2 separate regions of the Xenopus laevis genome follow, and region 1 is linked to region 2. The links are chromatin contacts, called in public Hi-C maps. All regions are on one chromosome and are shown on one strand. The core of a region is the stretch at or near the end of the contact, and the rest is flanking DNA. Distances in the headings are between cores, read along the strand shown.

Evidence for each region. Hi-C and Micro-C count contacts between places; a contact is called where the count stands out from the background.
Region 1: a Hi-C map of the XL177 cell line shows a contact between it and region 2, with 4 times the contacts expected there. The contact joins two enhancer-like sites.

The regions. Positions count from the first base shown.
Region 1 is chr3S:45,209,106-45,211,805 of Xenopus_laevis_v10.1, forward strand. All of the region lies in intron 1 of LOC108712850 (a long non-coding RNA gene), which reads right to left. Among protein-coding and RNA genes, the nearest start is that of LOC108712850, 3.5 kb to the right of the region's middle. Within about 2 kb of position 1,291, at least 4 of the 7 cell types and tissues checked have an H3K27ac peak or open chromatin away from gene starts, as enhancers often do.
Region 2 is chr3S:44,977,889-44,980,644 of Xenopus_laevis_v10.1, forward strand. No RefSeq gene overlaps it. Among protein-coding and RNA genes, the nearest start is that of LOC108712848, 32 kb to the left of the region's middle. Within about 2 kb of position 1,458, at least 1 of the 7 cell types and tissues checked has an H3K27ac peak or open chromatin away from gene starts, as enhancers often do.

The sequences.
Region 1 (2,700 bases), core at 41-2,540, 230 kb after region 2:
CAGCGTTTCCTTGATAAATATAGTCCTAATATATTGGATATCTGCTGTTATTGCCCTTAAATATAAAATAAAATGTGTGTGTCTGGCAGGCTGCATAGCCAGGCACGAGCAGACATCACAAGTGCAGTCTCTTTTACTTGTTACAAATGTGAACCTTGGTATTTAAGTGGCACTTGGGTAAGTGTCACCCCGATACTGAAGATATTACATTTTATGATTTTATGCGAATAGAATTAATTGTGAAATAAAAATGGATTAATTATGATAATTAAGATAATAGCTCTTAATGTGCCCTAGTGAATAGATGATGCTGTTAATATTATCAATGATTGCCCTATTAAATATCTTATTAGTAATAATGCTGATAAATCGTATTCGTCCTGGCAAAAAAAAGCAAAGAAGGTTAAAAAGAATAATAATGCTATTGTTATGAAGGAGTATAGTGCAAGTTGTGTACTAAGTAACAAACAGTAAAGCAGTTTTCAGTGCCATCAGAATATGGAAATGAGTACACGCTGTGTGCCAATCCCAGACAGAAAAGTGGATCCCAGGGCTAATTCCCCCCACCCGTTGGTGATGGTACAAGCCTGAGTTGCGCTCTACTCACAATACAGTGGGCAGTTGCTGCAATGGGGAGGCCTCACGCCCACACTGAACTTCAGGTAGAGATTTATGTGGAAGAGACGGACAGGAGCACGGGTGTGGGTGTGGGGGCCATTGGCCTTGGCAAACTCCACGCGGGCCAGTTGGCCATGGCGACAGAGAGCAGATTCCATCACGTTCCAGTGATATGATGATCAGACTGTAAATCCAGCAACAATAATCCTTCCGCATGTGGCAAACGTGCTGTTGACAGGCAAGTTCCGGCGGCTGCGCTAGCCCTGGCCTATAGCTAGAACAAGAAGGTGCCATTGTTCCTATGGGGGGGGGCATGATCTCTCTCTCTCTGTCACTGGTACAGGCTCAGGCACTGCTGGATCCCACAAAGAGCGGACACTTACACGCAACGGGCATCTCCAGATCCGGGAGGCAGAAGGAGCAGCAGGCGAGATGCAGCGGTGAAATCTGATGATAGGAGGACTTCTCCGGACACGCAGGGGTCCCCATTTAAGGCGGGGGGCGATGGCTTCCAGTTGCACAGTGAGCTGCAGCTCCCAAGCATGACACCTGGCTGATCCGCTAGCCCTCTCAGCTTCTGACTCTATCCCCGGAGCTGCCAGTTGGAGCTCAGACCGCACTGACGTCACCGCAGCAGCAGCTCCCGCCCTCCAACCATGAGCCGAGCAGAGGTGGAGGGAAGCATCGTGGGCGGGGCAAGGAGAGAAGGGGGTGGAGAAACAGAGAGGATGGAGGGAGGATGCGGGCTACCCTCGTTTTCTGCACTTGCCTTTAGTCTTTAATTAACGCTCTGAAGGAATCTCAATTAAATCCCCACAATGCTGCATTCTCCAGGAGGCGTGCGCTGCACTTTTTAGCCTTTAACAGCCACGTGGTATTTCCTCTCCCACCCCCCATCCGTGTGACAGAGAGTGTGACATGTTTGGAGATCATACTTACACTGGCATATCCGCACCCCAAGACTTGTACGTGCCCCCAGACCAGGACAGCCGGGCCCTGTAGGCAACCGCAGTAATGCGCAACCGGGGACGCGTGTGCGTAATCGTGCGCAACCGAGGACGCACATGCGTAACCGTGCGTAACCGTGCGCAACCGGGGACGCGCGTGCGTAACCGTGCGCAACCGAGGACGCGCGTGCGTAACCGTGCGCAACAGAGGACGCACGTGTGCGCAGCCGAGTGCGGTTAAGCGCAAAGCACTTTGACTTCAGAGAGCGCACCCACTTGTCACTGAGGCAACACTTGCCGGACTAGGGGTAGGCTGCATGTGAGGTACTTGCCTGGTGCCCCCCAAGCTTTGCGCCCAAGGCAAGTGCCCCTTCTGCCCACCCCTGCCCCAGCCTATGGGATAGATTCGCCAACGTTACCCACGTCCAACTGTCAGCTCAGGGTTGAAGGCAGTGACATGATCTGATGGTATTTCTTGGCTCTTTAGCGCACTTGGAGATGCCAATCACGTTACACACAACATATTACTAACCGAGATAAATGGCCAGTGCTGGTTATATTAGCCTGCGAATGTCAATGGGCAGAGATTATGGCAGAAGTAGCCCCGAGTCCATGTACCTACACAATGCACCCTGGGCCCAGGCTGGAACGTGTTGTTGTATTGTTCAGTGTTATTATCCCTTCCCTCGCTTCATCCCATTCAACTGTACGCGCCGCTCTCCAAATGCTGAAAGTGAGGGGCAGACAGACTTAGCGCTATCCTGTTAGCTCTGCAATGGGCTACGGCACCTCTGAATGATCCCATAATACCATTAGGGCTATAGAAGTGCCGTGCCGCGGGGGATCCGGCTAAAGGAATGCAGAGCAATTTGGAAGTTTCTTTGATGATTGTTCCCCAAAGAAAGGAATCCCCCTGCGCCGAGGCTGATCTGCTGAGGGCAGCCGGGGCTGATCTGCTGAGGGCAGCCGGGGCGCTCAATCCGCTTGTCAGGCGCTACAGGCCGGCACGAGCAGCAGGGGAGCTACGGGCTAGTGAACTTGTCACGGGCTAGTGCGATCCATCAAACTGCTGCACCCAGACACACAGCAGGGCAAGGTCAGGGACAATCCCATTAACACTCCCAGGTCCGGCCCT
Region 2 (2,756 bases), core at 208-2,707:
AGCAAAAGACATAACTCTGTCCCTGAATTGGCTCATGTGACCTAACATATTTGGCTTGTTTGAGTGCACAGTTAATTGTAGTATCCCAGGGGTCAGCCTTTATTTCTTAAAATGGTGGTTTTCTATTTATGATTACCCAATGGCTCATACTACTAAAAAAAGTATATTATTATGAAAATTGTTTATTTACATGTTTTATGCACTATAGTTTTATAGATAATTACATTGTTCAGGGGTATAGTTTTACTTTAAGGACATTTTTTAAGAACTATAGTAGGAAGTGTGTATCGATGTGTCATCAGTGAGGCTCATACACATGAGCAGAAGCAACTTGTTCAGATATTTTTACCCAAAATGCAGTTCAATTTCAAGTTTAATTCCATACATGATTTTATTATTCCATTTGAACTGTTTTCAGGACGAGTTTTGGAGTAGGCCAAAGACTGACCCCAGCATTACACTTCAGAGGGAAAATACAATTGATAGATTTTATTATTTAACACTTGTTAGATACTCTACTATACAATAGCGCTGGGTGAATTTATTTGCCAGGCGTGAATTAGCGGCAAATTAAATTTTTTTATGCCAACGACAATTCCGACACCATTTTTCGCAGTTTCTGGAAAAATTCGCCCATCACTAGTATACAAACATCCAGTATGTCTGACCACCTTTGCATCAGCTGTTGTTAAACTGCAGCTTTGAGCTTCCAATGAATAAATTCAAAGACTGACCTAGAGATGACAAGAGTGTCCGTTCAGCATCTCTGAATTATACATCTTATTCTCACATATAAATTGTGACTTCTTCACTTTGGCTTTGATGAATGTACTAAATGCATACATTATATTGTAGGTGATTCTTTTTTATAAAGGGATGGTCTAATACCCACCCAAGTTTTTCTTTCAATGTGTACTGTACAGGCAGTTTAAAGCCTTCCAGAGTCCTAGGCCTTGTTCTAATTAGAAGCACTTGATGAAAGGAGACTGAAGAAGAATAAGAGTGAGCAATTGTGTAGAATATCAAGGTTTTTGGTCATTTGGATGTCTGGAGGAAGTGTGGGAAAAGGAGCTAAGGCCATAGGGTATACGCTTTAAGGGATTAAGAGGTACAAATTGGATGGGAGGGGACACAGCAATTGACCACATGCATTAGAAGGCAAGTTCCCATGAGAGGAAAGGCTCAAGCTGTCCATGTTTAAGTAGATGCTATGCCTGGCCTCACTTTTAATCCCTTGTGACCTGTGGGCAAGAAGCAGAAAAAGAGTTTGACAAATTCTCATGTAAAAAGATGGCATACTCCCCCAGGCCTCCATACTGAGCTGTAAGAGGATGAGATGGGAGGGAGGCAAGGGCTTTAATCCTATAGTTAATAAGCAGGCAGGTGGGCTTAGATCATGCTCAATCCATTGAATGGCCTACCACAGAGCTACTTAAACCGAGAAGACCTACTCAGATCACTTGGTCCTTGGTTAAAACAAGAGCCTCACTGTCTGAGAGCAAAGTAGGAGCAGTGTGACTGTGTGCGTGTGTGTGTATGTGTGCTTGTGCAAGTGTGTGTGAAAGCTCCTTAGGCACAAGCTCTGTACATTCTAATCAGATTAAGCACACCAGTCACTTACACCCCCTGAATAGGACACAAGGCCTCTAATCAGTACCTGCCATTGAAGTTCAGAGCAGGGTGAAATAACGCAACAGGAATTGGAAGAAGCCATGGTGGATAAATTGGCCCTTTGTGGGGAGAAAGCGAGGGTAACACCCGACATATCCCCCCCCCCGACACCCTGCTAGCTCTGTTCCGGCTCTGTTCCTTGGCATTTTATCAGTTTGCTGCCATATTGTTTGCTTGAGTGGAGACAGTAGGTCTGGTTCACAATAACACAGCTCTGTCCCTATTCATGTGATAATGCTGGAAAGAGAGAATTCAGTTTGGTGTCTTGGTCTGAAGTGCTTTGCAGATCATACCCAATATCAATACTAAGCACCAGCAAACAGGCCAGGGAAAGGATCATATGGGAAAATGTAATATGTTTCCTTTGCGCTAAAAAAGTAAGAAAATGTTAGCGACCATGTTTGCGTCCTTTTTGACTGATTTCAGACCTCAACGAGGTTGTGTGCACTTGTGCAGTGTATGTAAAGTGGCTTTTTCCACAAAATATTTAACAAAACTCCAGAGCAGGTGTTGACGCTAACCTTTGCTTAGTGATAATGATCGATGTAATATTCGCCCGCGAAGGACTTTACATTGCGAGCAATGCTAAAGATTCGCAAAGATTTCATTCAATTTAAAGGCACATTTAGACTTGTGGTCACTTCTAGGGAGGATTTGCTTTAAATATGAACTTGACATGTGACCCCTGTGCCATGAATGTAGCCTTACTAGTATAGCTTTTCTCTTTCAGTAGGGATTTTACCACCATTGTCAACACTGTTTCCTTCAGATCAGTGAGATCTAGTTATCTCTATTAGTTTATGTAAAGTATAGTGAGTTTTCATACCAATGGTAGATCCACAGTGGGGCTGATTTCATAACAAAGGTGCTAAATTGCACAAGTGCAGTTACCCATAGTAACTAATCAGCAAATAGCTTTCACCAGACTGCAAGAAAAAGGAAATGAAAGCAAATAGCTATGGAAAAAAACCTTGGACTGCTGTGCTGATGAGTCCCTTTGAGAGCAAAGCCAGTCTGTATTTGGAAGTGGATCAGAATAACAGCATTGACTGTATAACCCAGAGGGTGAGCTTTAGCCTGTAGGG